2 separate regions of the Zea mays genome follow, and region 2 is linked to region 1. Evidence: chromatin contacts called from public Hi-C data. All regions are on one chromosome and are shown on one strand. Each heading gives the region's core, a stretch centred on a gene start, on an enhancer-like site or on the middle of the called end of the contact. The rest is flanking DNA. Distances are from core to core; before and after follow the strand shown.

Region 1 (6,425 bases), core at 11-2,510:
AATTATATTTTGGGACATTTGCAGCTACGGAACGGACCCACCAAATCCGTTGTTGACCTGCGTCTCGGCAGGCCGGCTGCGTCGTCGGCCCGGTCCCCGCGCCGCGGTGCGGGCGATCCTCCGTCTCGGCGAGTCGGTGTAGGGCGGGATGACGGTGGGACGCGGGGCGGGGAGAGGAACGTGGCGGGAGGATCCGAGAGTGTGCCGTGCAAGCAACCGCCAAAACGGGGCCGGACGATGGGGGCCGCGGGCGGAGCCACCAAGTCGCAGAAAAAAATTCTCCTACACTTAGCGCCGTCTAGTTTGATGAACTAAAGATTAGTTATCCATTTTAGTTACATTTAGTCATTAAATTATCAAATTATGAGATTAAAATATGGACTAAATTGTTTTATAATCTAGTCGCTTATGGTATGTTTGGTTGGAGGTATAAGGAGGAATGAAGTGAGCGACCACAATTTTATAGTGTTTGAATGAGAGTCACATGAGAGCAAGCTAAACACCGAAATAATTTTTAGTGACAGCGTGATACCAAAAAATCGAGAGGACGGTATCTGTCCCGCTTCATTCTACTTTAACCTCAAACTAAACACATTAAAGGATGACTAAAAGGGACTAAACTATATAGATTCTACCTTTTGACCTCCTTTATTTCAGTTACACTAACGGCGAGAAAACACTAAGAATATTTAGGTTTTTTTATGATTTATTTAATACATTTTGAATAGTTTTAGTCTATAGAACTATACAGAGTAGATAATAACTTAGTCCCTCAATTAAACCAAAAAGGACCTGATACCGAGCAGAAAAAAAATCCAGCTCGTCGGCTTCTCAGGCTATCCGCAACCGTTACCCCTAAATTTTTCCCCCTATATCACTTTTTCCCCCTATTTTCCCCCCTATTTTTTCATCTCCCGCAGCGGTTCCCCCTAAATACTCCCCCTATACCCCACTACCACTATAAAATATCATTTTCTATATCAACTATCAATTTTTTATCTACTAACAATTACTCGTGGACCCACAGCACAGTGTTTAGGGTGATGAACAGTGACACGCTAGATCTAGGGGAGAGAGAAGGGGACCGACACGTAGGGGGCGCTGTAGGGGGCACCGCTGCGGCCATAGGGTGCCCCCTACGCGCCGCATGCAAGGGGAGAGGGCAGCGTTGCGGTCAGTCTCAAACACCAGGCGCGCGTTGTTGGCCCCCGGGACCCGATCCCTCTCCTTCTCTCCTTCTCTGACCCGACCCGACCAATCCAATCCATCCCCTCTCCATCTCCCATGACCATGAACAGCGGCTCGGCAATATACTACTGCTAGGTTATGCTACTCCATTACGAAAAAGCGCAGAGAGAACGCAGAATGGAATCGTCGCTCTTATCATACTCCATGACTCCATCACTAGACTAGAGAGAGAAACCCTTGTACCCTTTGTTCTGTTTATCCCCCATTTCTCCGAGTCACCCACCCATCGCCGAACTTCGAGTCCAAGGAAGCGGAGCCACCGGAGAAGGGGATATTTGCCTTTCCCGTCGGGGGTCTAGGGAGCAGGAGAGATGCAGCGGCGGCGGGGGCACACGTGGGCGGGGGTGGGGAAGACGGCCCAGGCGGCGTCGGCGCACGCCGCGCTCTTCTGCTTCACTCTCCTCCTCGCGCTCAGGGTCGACGGACGCACCACATACTCCTGGTGGTACGCGCTCTAAACACTAACCTCCCCGTCCCCTCCCACCTGGCTTTCGTCCCTCCCCCTCCGCTTCGATTCGATCTAATTAGTTTTGTTTCAGCGAGGGGAGGGGCTTCGAGTTATTGGACAGCGTTCTGATTTGAGGGGACCGGGGGAGAGCGTCTTTCTTGCGATGCAGATGTAGTTTTGGAATTGGCGGATTCGTATGCTCGTTTTTTTTTGCGTGTTGCGTGCGTTTCAGGGTTGGCTCTTGGCTGCTGGTAGCTGGTGCTGGATAATCTGCTCCGCCGACGTGTAATTCAGCTACATGTCTGGGGCTCAGATGAATGTTGAGAGCTGCTGGTAGTTCTCAATTGATGCTTATCAATGACCCCATCTATAACCGAGCTGATGCTGGCCAGCCGCCGGCATTTCCTCACTTGGTGTTGTGCTAGGATAATAGACAGCAGATTTTATGCCTTTAAGCACTGTTCTGATACGCCAAACGCAACGATAAAACCTTGTAGCTAGAATTAGGTAATACCGAATTATGGATTGCTTTATGACAAATACTATAAGTTGACAATGGTAAAGCCGATACAAATTGCTAATGATGCTACTTTGATCATGTAGGATAATATTCATTCCACTATGGCTCTTTCATGGTATTGTTGCGCGTGGAAGGTTTTCAATGCCTGCCCCTTCATTACCTCATGGCCGTCATGTGAGATTTACAGTGGCTCGTCTATTAAACCTGACCTTTTTACTGTTTGCATTACCATTGCTCATTTTGCATCCAGTTAGCCTGATATGTTTCTTTTTGCTTGCAGTGGGCACCATGTCATTCGATTGTTGCAGCGCCTTTACTAATTGCGTTCGAGCTGCTTCTCTGCATATATCTTGAAAGCATAAGAGGTAGGGTCAGAATCCATTGGGTAACAAAACCTGTCTAGTATGGTCACCATATTGAGATTCCTAGAATAGTTTAATCTGAGACGCATGTTAAGTTTCTCTGTTATGTTAACTTTGTAATCTTAACACTTCTTTTCTTTTGTGTTTGCCCAGTTAGAAATCATCCATCTTTTGATCTGAAGATTGTGTTCCTTCCTCTGTTGGCCTTTGAAGCAATTATCCTTATTGACAATTTTAGGTAACCAATTTGAGCTATTACCTTTTATTTCCCATGGATTGTTAGATTTAGTTGAAATACTTTTTAAATTTTAGTTCAATTTTATATGATTTCAACTAGTGCGGTATATCTTGTTATGTACTTCACTTTGCCTATTCTTGTAATGACTGTATATAATTGACCTGCCTAGTTTTTAAAATATCGATTGAACCCGCAGAAGCAGCAAAATGTGTTGTCACATAATCTACATTGATGGCTTCAAGAACTTATGACACATAATCTACATTGATGGCTTGTCTTCCATTGTTCTTTTGACATCATTATAAAAATAATGAATTCACAAGATCCTTCTGTATGTTAATATGTTTTGCTTGTGCCATAATATTGTGGTAAAGTTCACACTTCCGTGTCTGCACACATTCAGGATATTGATCATTGTTTGAATCCTCTATCTTTTTCTGTTCAAATTATGAACCTCATTAACCAAAGAAAAATAAACTATTATTTGTTATTTTTGGAGACTTACTGTATTAGTCACTCTGGACATTGACGTGTATGCATTTCTTGGCATGTTTTTTCATTATTCAGAATGTGTAGAGCTTTAATGCCTGGAGATGAAGAAAGCATGAGTGATGAAGCTATTTGGGAGACGCTTCCTGTAAGTCTCATACTAGTGGATCTGATTGCTGTTAGCACAATTTCTCCATTGGTTTGATTGCAGCCCATTGTTCAATACAAAAAGAACTTCAGATTATGAGTATCGCTTAACCCCGAAAATTTAAGTTGTGCAATATATTGACATTCATTTGATACTCTTTAGTAATGGAATGGACTATAGCATATGCTACAAACCAACTGCATAGTTGAATACATAAGACTAATATACGGTGCTATATATTGACACTACTGGAAAGGTTATTAGGATAGACCAACCTTAGCTCAGTTGGTTTGAATCTGGTAGGTTAGATTTATTTTGTACAAAGGAGATAAGGACATATATAGGATGGATAGGGTCTGTGGGAGAAAACAAGGGACGACAATCAAAATCAAGTTAAGTGCATTATGGATGAAATGGAGCACCTCTTGGTGGAGGACGAGATCAAGCATATAGGTGGCAGGAGTATTTTGACAAATTGTTCAATGGGAAGAATGGGGACGTAGGCTTTTAGTTGGATGACTCTTTGATGACACCAATAGACGCTTTGTGCGTAGGATCCAAGAATCTGAGGTTAGAGAGGCATTGAAAAGGATGAAGGGGGTAGGGCGATGGGCCTTGATGGTATCTCAATCGAGGCATGGGGATGCCTCGGGACAGTTGTAGTTTGGCTAACCAAGCTGTTCAACCATATCTTCTGGTCTAACAAGATGCCTGTCGAGTGGATAAGTATATTGGTACCAACCTACAAGAATAAGGGAGGTATTCAAAGCTGTACCAATTACTAGGGAATTAAGTTGATGAGCCACACTATGAAGCTATGGGAGAGAGATATTGAGCATCGTCTGAGAGGAATAACTAGGATCTCTACTCTACTGACCAATTTGGTTTCATGCCTGAAACATCAACCATGGAAGCCATTTTCTTAATAAGACAAATGACAATATAGGGAGCAGAATAAGACCTACACATGATTTTCATTGACTTGAAGAAGGCTTATAATAAATACCAATGAATGTGTGGTGGGTATTAGACAAATTTAAAGTTTCAAAAAAATACGTTGGACTCATTAAGGACATGTACAACAATGTTGTGACTACTGTTCGAACAAGTAGAGACACAGGTGATTTTTCGATTAGATTAGGGACCCATGAAGGGTCAACTTTGAGCCATTATCTTTTTGCCTAGGTGATGGATGAGGTCATAAGGGACATATAAGGAGACACCCTTTGGTGTATGTTTTTTTGCGGACGATGTAGGGCTAGTTGATAAAAGCAGTGTTGGAGTAAATAGGAAACTGGAGTTCTGGCAGGAGAGTCTAGAGTCCAAAGGTTTAAAACTCAGTAGAACTAAAACCGAATACATGAGATTTTACTTTAGCACTGCTACAGTCAAGTAGTTCCTAGGAAGGATATCTTTCGGTATTCAGGACCAATGTTATAAAGAGATGGGGATATCGATGAAGATATTAGCCATAGAATCAAAGCAATGTGGAGGTGTCGCCAGGCATTTGGCGTTCTATGTGGCAAGAAGGTACGACATAAGCTAAAAGGCAAGTTATGTAGGACGGCGATTAGACCTCCTATATTGTATGGTGAAGAATTGTCCTACAAAAAGACGTCTTGTTCACCAGATAAGTGTTGCGGAAATGCGTATGTTGCGTTGGATTTATGGCCATACAAGAAGTGATCGAGTTCGGAATGATGATATACATGGGAGGCTAGGGATAGTGCCAAATGAAGAAAAACTTGTCCAATACCGATTGAGATGGTTTGAACATGTCCAACGGAGACCTTCAGAGGCAGTAGTGGGATCCTAAGACGCAATAATAATGGGAAGAGAGATAGGAAAACACCGAAGTTGGCATGGGAAGAGGCAGTAAAAGGAGACTTGAAAGGATGGAATATATTCAAAGATTTGGCCTTGAATAGGTGCGAATGGAAAACAATTATCCATGTGCCTGATCCTTGATTTGTGGCTTCTGTTGGGTTTTAACTCTAGTGTACCCCAACTTGCTTGGAACTAAAATGCTTTGTTGCTGTTGTGTTGGAAAGATTATTAGGATAAAAAAAGAATATTGGACTAACTGTTCAGGTATCTCACATCACTTAGCTAAAGTATCATTTAAGCACTTGGCCAATGTAAGCTGTGTTGAGCTAGTTCTGATGTATTATTGCAAACTGATACAATGATGTCTTCCGTGACTTTTGCTATAGTATCATTTAAGCACTTTTGGGCAGGTGTAAGTTGTGTTGAGCTAGTTCTGATGCACTATTGCAAACTGATACAATGAACAGATATATAAATTCATTGTTATAACATATTGAGTTTCGTCTAACTGAGATAACTAGCTTTTGCCAGGAGCCCTAGGGCTTGCATTTTTCCAGACATGTTTGGATTTCTCTTTGATATTCTTTTCCAGTTACAGGTTTACTTCTTTTGCATTTCATACGAATGCTTAATCAATAACCAATAGAAAACATCACTTCTGCTTCCACCCCTCTTAATTAGAAGCATTGAATCTTTCCAGCCTTCTGAACTTTTGTATAGATCTTACTAGTAGCTGGGACGATCCAGATTCCAGAGAATGTATCATTTTTAACTGATTAGAATAGAATATTAGACATTTCTCTCATTATGTTTAACCTTTCTGTAACCAGCATTTTTGGGTTGCAATTTCAATGGTGTTTCTTATAGCTGCTACAACATTCACCCTTCTCAAGCTGTCTGGTAAGTTTCCTTGGTTGCCTTCCAATCGTTACTTACAAAACTGATCTCCTCACTAGGGTTCCTTAATTTGAATTCTTAGAATTTGTTGCACTATTTCTTCTTGCCTAGAATGATTATTTATTACAACTTGTTTCTTCTTTATTATAGTATTTGAAAATTAGAAGGGACTTCTCTTTTAATGCTTGTGAAATCAGTTGAACTAGTAACTGTTTTTAGTTTCACAGCGTCAGAAGTTTCTCTCTCTG
Region 2 (6,624 bases), core at 421-2,920, 270 kb before region 1:
GTCCTCAACAGAATCAGGTGCATAGAAAAACTAATAGGCAGACACAACACTACCTACAAAACTTAAGCAATCACAAGATCAATACTCAAATATACTCTACAAGGCTTACCTAATATAATACAAGGATAATGCATTTGGTTAGTAGAAAGGGACACATTTGGTTTTGCATAAAAGCAGTTTTATACAAGAATGTAAATGTGGACCTTATACTAAGCATTGACAAAGTATAACATGGTTTAAAGTGAATGTAAGTGCAGACACTACAAGAAATCATCCATTGTCAGACTGTTTTGTAGGACAACCGAATTGTCTGATTATCGCAGAACCCAAAAGTGTAGAGTTAGTATGCAAGTTTTTAAAATATGAATTTTGAAGTGTAGATTATGCCCATGGTTCTTGTGAACAGAAGGTTGGCACAACCGGGTCGTGACAAGGCCTCAAGCTGATAAAGTTTCAACATTAGAGAAAAAAGTTAGGAGCAAAATCAAAGTCAAAGATATATGTTAAAATTTTCTTTTGTTGACTAAGAAACAATAGAGGGTGTTTATGTTAGATAGTCGTACTTTGAAGAGGCGAACTCTAACGCTAAATGGTTATCATAGTGGAACTAGGTGTGAACTAACTTATATTTGCATTATACCTAATTAAATAGTGAGATGCAAGTGAACATGTTGTTTTGAAAAGCTAACTCCATTCCTAAGGTACATTCATGTTTGAGTATATTAGAATTAGTGAATTTAAGCTGATTGCGAGTTTGACTTAGTGCTGCTTTTTAGGCACCACCAGAATTTTCGATGCCTCTAGCAGGGGAGTCGCTAGAGAAAGAGATGCTTAGGATAACACTTAAATGTGCTAAGAATACATCATCATAATATTAAATGCTTGTCTTTTTTTAGCATTAGAGACAATGGTAATGTAAGATATGCACACAAGATTTAAACTGGGCACCAAAATTTTGGTTGACACTAGCAACGTGGGAAAGGGTGTGGATACAGCTGGGCAGGCTTCAATGTTGATGACACGGGTGGAAAGGTCGGAGAATTTGGTAACTAGGTCGGTGACGATCTTGAGGACGTGATCGAGTTTGTGATCGAAACCCGAATTGGTGGTGACGACGACGGGTGCTGATGCGTCTCCTTCCGTAGAACCTGGCATTTTCGATACCAAATTGGAAGAACCAAGCCTAAGCTTGAGCTGGTACGGATGAGAGGTTGCTGGCCGAGATCGGTAGGCTCTACGACGGCGAAGTGGCTGGAGCGCCGTCGAGGGTTGCCGGAGAGAAGTGAGAAGATAATCTCTTTTCTTAGATTAATTCTTCTCTGTTTTTCATTGAATCATTACCGGTGCATAATATAGCCCGGCATCATAATACATCTCCTAATTTATCTCAACTGATAACAGCTTATCATGTTTGGAACTAATCCATCTAACTTATCTCCTATTTTATCTCTCTGAAACTAATCTTTCTAACTTATCTCCTATTTTATCTCTCTGGAACTAATCATTCTAACTTATCTACTATTTTATCTTCCTCTTTCTAACAAACTTACCTAATTGTCTCGGTTCAGCCTCCTGAGAGCTGATCGCCTTTGCCTCCTAGTGTACTTATTCGTGGTCATAAGAAGCTCCCCTTAAATTCTTTCTTCGGCGCAGTATCTCCTAGGTCTGCTAGAAAGCAATCGCCCGCGGTATTATCCATCCACCACGCTGCATCTGCTTCTCACGCCGCCTCGCCTTCCTCTTCCACCCCTCGCCGTCCGTCGTCCTCAGCGCTTGTACGCTTGCCTCAAAACCCCTGGCGCCGTGCTAAAACCCTAGCCCTCGAATTCCTTCCCCTGCCCGCGCGGAGCAGACGAGCCTGAGCCCGTCCTCCTCGTCCATGGCGTCCTCAGGGGCCGCCGCTAACCTCTGGGTACTGCTTGGTCTCGGCATCGCGGGCGTTCTCCTGGCGGCGCGGCGACTGAGGCGCCCTGCGCGCCCCGATCACGGCGCCTTCGTCGCCCGCCTCGAGCTCCTCCCGCCGCCCCAGCCTCCGCCGCCGCAGGCGCCCCACCCGCTCACCGGACTCTGCTTCGCCATCGCTGACGCGTAAGCTCTAGCGACCACATATCCTTGTGTTTGGTTGATTATATGATTTAGCGTCGGATTTGGATCGGTGGAAGACTTTTTAGAGCTGCATGAATAGTAATTCGATAGATTGGATAATGCTAGGTTGTTATCGATATCAGGTCGATGTCGTGAGTGGTGGAATTTTTGTCTGGTATCACTGAGCTAGGGCGATACAAATTCATTTGACATGGTGCATTGGATGCTCATCATGCCAAAGTATAGCATGCTTTTGCTCTTATCTATTTCAGCACAACATGATTGTGTGTTTTCTTTAGCTTGCTCTATGTGGCAAAGCGGATACGTTCTGTCAGTTGATACTAAACTTCCTCACACTAGACAAATTCGTGCATGGCTTGCCTGAGCCAAAAAGGACAATGAATTGCACAGAGCTTGTTTTGCCTTGCAAACCGGTATATACTCTTGGAACTGAGTAAATTGCCTCACATCAGACAGCTTTATGCATGGCTTTCTTTATACCAAAATGTTGGCTGCAAAGGAACATGAATGGACCCGTGGAAATGCTCCTCGTCGTGTGTACAACACATTGGCCACTCCTTCCACATAGGACCAGTTCTCCAATCAATTAAAACACACAATTTCCACCATCAAACCTCCACCACTAGCTTTTTATTATACCCCTGCTCGACACACCTCATCCCTCTCCGATTCCCCATTTGCTTCTATCTCCTCCCGTGCTCTCCTCTCTCCTCACACCTCATCTCTTCAAGCACCAATCTAGTGCTGTTTATGCCAAATTCGAGATGCCAGATATCTGACCTGGCAGGAACCAAATGGCAGCATACACGCCCTCTATCAATGCCATCACCACTCTTAACATGAAGAAGTTGTCCGTCATGGTTGCTGGGCTGCTGACCCCGTCCTGTTCGGCTGCTCCTGCTTCCTCATGGGTCAAGGAGTAGGTCAAGGGGAAGAGGAAGAGCATCCCTGGAGGTGATTGTGTCATCATCAAGTTGACACAAGCTTAGGTGCCATGTGCAGCAACAGCAGCCTGGCCAACAGGACCTCTACTCCATGGAGCACTTGCTGTGGCAATGCTTCGTCGCTTTTCTCAAAATGTTTCAATATCTTAAATTATTTGTTGCAAGGGTTTTCCTGGTTGTCAGACTCAGTCCTTGGGGGATAGACCACCCTGGGTATTAAAGAAGAAGAAATTTTCTCGCTGCAGGACCACGAAAACACCCTGAAGGCCCCATCCGCATAGGTTATCTGTCCAGGAGCAACCAGGATGTGGCTGCAGGTTACTTATATCTCTGCAGCTGCGTCAGTGGAAGAACAGGCCGACAGGGGTGAGGGGTGTTCCGTGTTTTTTTTAACCCAGCCTTGGAATTCCGCACGAGAGAAATAGCGATGGTGCAAGAGGTAGGCAGATGTGGAGGTAAAGGAATGCACGAAGATAGTCCCATTTCACTTGGATTAATTAGAAGTAGATATGTTATTCCTTGTGGACTAAATTAAATGAACTGTGGATCAAAGGATAGGACAAATGGATGGTGGATGCTGCGTCCAGTGCCAGACCCAGATGTGGCATCTGGGCGCTACCAACGCCGATGGATGAGTTTTGTCTGTTGATGAGATTTGTAGCCTCCCATCATCTGCGGGGGAAGGCTTGCCTTGGTTTTTCTCTTCCCAGACCCTACTCATGTGGGAACCTCCGGCATTGGATTTTCTATGGGAGTTGCAGTTATCTGCCATAAAATTATACAGGGCTTTACCTTCTTGTAAACAATTGAGAACTTTGAGATATAAGATAATGTTTTATCAGTTTCAACACAATACTTTGCATGCCAACCATCTCATTGTATCTGCAGTCATATGGTGTATAAATGCTGCCAGTCATAAAGCCATGTTTGATAAGGTGTTCTAAACTGGTTTAAGGTATAATATAATTAGTCATTCCTCGTACAGCTTTTGGCCTCTTAGTTATGTAGTGACAGCCACCCGGTGAGTAATTATCTGAACCAAGGGTAATATTGCTTCTACTCGCATATTTAAGCAGTTATAAATTTCTTGAACTTTATTACCCTACCAGAAATTAATAATTAATACCTAGATTTGCCATCACTACTCCCTGAAAACGTTCGTGTAGTTAGTTTTTTAGGAGGGCATTTTCATGCTATACCATAGATATGTATTATGGTAGAAAGTTTGTTGCTGTTTTGTGATACACCAGTAGTTTTAGATCTGTAGGTTACTAGGTTGGTAATTGTTGCACGCACATCATGAGAAAGAAATTTAATAGATGCTTGCACTACCTAGGTGTAAAATTTATTCTTTCCAATGTTGCATGAAATAGTTACATGTCATGATTTCTGCACCTGCCCTGACAACCAGTAGATCAGTAGTACATCTGCAATGGTGTTTTTTGTCATCTTGCGTTATTTACCCTTGAGAACAAATATCTGCTTTGATGATTTGCAGATTGCATGTCAGTGGTTATATTACAAGTTTCGGCAGTCTTGAATGGGCAAAGACACACAATGCAGAAGTGCTAACATCTTCAGTGGTTTCAGCTCTTGTTGATGGTGGTGCTATTTGTGTTGGGAAAACTGTTATTGATGAGATGGCATACAGGTAAAATCATTTTTGCTTGACATTTGTTTTGTAGAGCTGATTTCTTTTTATCTCTTGCTGATTCTAATTTTTATGCATATTGTAATGGCAACAAAGGCTCGTTGCATTTAGTATGATATCTTTTTTAGCTGTATTATGTGTGTGTGTGACTTAATACATATTCTTTCAGTATCCATGGTGAGAATAGATATTTTGATACACCAACAAATCCTGCCGCTCCAGATCGAGTACCAGGAGGATGTTCAAGTGGATCAGCTGTTGCAGTTGCTGGTGGAATGGTAGATTTTGCCCTGGGTGAGTTTTTTTCTTCATAAATATCTGTAGAATTTCTGGACAGCCTGTGCATGCTATTATGCTACGAGTTTTGTTTATTCAAAAGTCGTTGGCTATTTGGGCTGAAGCTTTCATAGTTTTCTTAATATCACATGTGTTATGGCAGCGGGCACCCAACTGAACCATCTCTAAGCTCCAAGAAAGAAACAAAACAGTATCATTTCACATGTAACTCGTGGTAAAATAAAAAATGCTTTGAATCTTGATGAATGCTTGCATATGTTCTTGATACTTACCCCTTTAATGTTTTATTTCATGAGAATTTGTACTTACAATGTTCACACAATGTGTTGCAAAAGAGGGCTTAAACCTTAAAGCCTACTCAATAATTTGTAAAGTGAATTATAAGAAAGGATCGTTTAGTTTTAATATAACAGTGAGATTTCTTTTCAAATGTTTAGGTTTAGAGTTGGAAGTTGGAACCAATGAACCATTACATCTCTCTTGATATGTGCAAATATTCTTTTCTTATGGTTCAGTTCATGTCAAAAAGTGGGTTTTATAGAGTTGGTAGATGTCAACGATTGTGGTGCAGGTCTAAAGTATACTGCACATGTGCTTATCTGTAGCTCTCTTATTTGTTCTACCTAGGGTGTCTTTATTTCTCTTAAAAAACTATTTTTTTTAATATTGACAAAGGGACAGGTCTGGTGTAATAGTGAGAGCCTCCGGCACTGGGTCTGCAAGTTCAAAGCGGCCTCTCTGCATTTGTGGAGGGAAGGCTTGCCTCGTTTTATCTCTTCCTCATATCCCTCATGTGGGAGCCTCCGGCACTGGGTCTGCCTTTTTATAGGGGTTTTCAGATATATGCCATTACGAAAATCAAGTATTTTAGAGATGTCATTATAATTCATGATACCTGGTGGCTGACATTTCTAGATAAATTTTTTTGGCCCATGCCATTATCTACGCTACGCGTGTACTGTACATTAAATGTGGGTTGGCCCATTTTTCATTTGATTAATGTTACAGAAAGTGTGGTTTTGGCAGGTATTGACTCGATTGGAGGTGTAAGGATACCTGGTGCTTATTGTGGTGTCTTAGCATTCAGGCCTTCGCATGCTGTGGTTTCCAATAGTGGTGTCATTCCTGTTGCACCTAGCCTGGACACTATAGGTATTTGCTGGAATTGTTTTTTCTCCAGTGTGGAGTTTATGTCATGAGTGGCATAACCTCTTTGAAAACTGTTCTCTAAAACCAATCTCTTTGAACTTGGCATGACCCAATATTTTATTTATTCTATTACAGGTTGGTTTGCAAAGGATCCAAGTGTTTTGCATCGTGTTGGGCATCTTCTTCTTAGACTTCCTTATGCTGGTATTCGCCAACCGAGAATTTTTTACATAGCAGATGATTGCTTTGAACTTTCAAAGATACCTGCTAGGAGACTTACTCAGGTGGTGACAAAATCTGTGGAGAAGCTCTTTGGAAGTATGTGTTTTTACTCTCTGTGATTTCCTTCATTATTTCAAAACTTTCTGAATTCTTTTCTGGCAGTTAACTTCCTAATGGTGAAGGATTTCTTTTTTATTTTATTAGGACAAGTCCGGCATGTGAATCTCGAAAATTATTTGAGTTCAAGAATATCCA

What was found. Hi-C and Micro-C count contacts between places; a contact is called where the count stands out from the background.
Region 2: a Hi-C map of ear shows a contact between it and region 1, with 2.7 times the contacts expected there. The contact joins the promoter of LOC100285985 here to the promoter of LOC100282654 in region 1. A contact is called at or near these places in 8 of 25 Hi-C or Micro-C datasets (bundle sheath, ear, leaf and 2 more).

What each region holds. Positions count from the first base shown.
Region 1 is chr1:272,499,113-272,505,537 of Zm-B73-REFERENCE-NAM-5.0, reverse strand. It overlaps LOC100282654 (protein binding protein), which reads left to right and starts at 1,260. Exons shown (of 14, transcript NM_001155562.2): 1 at 1,260-1,693; 2 at 2,300-2,390; 3 at 2,497-2,581; 4 at 2,732-2,816; 5 at 3,384-3,453; 6 at 6,111-6,180. The coding sequence starts at 1,560.
Region 2 is chr1:272,769,405-272,776,028 of Zm-B73-REFERENCE-NAM-5.0, reverse strand. LOC100285985 reads left to right here and starts at 1,670. Exons shown (of 13, transcript NM_001158873.1): 1 at 1,670-2,088; 2 at 4,549-4,701; 3 at 4,871-4,995; 4 at 6,025-6,150; 5 at 6,283-6,465; 6 at 6,574-6,624. The coding sequence starts at 1,880.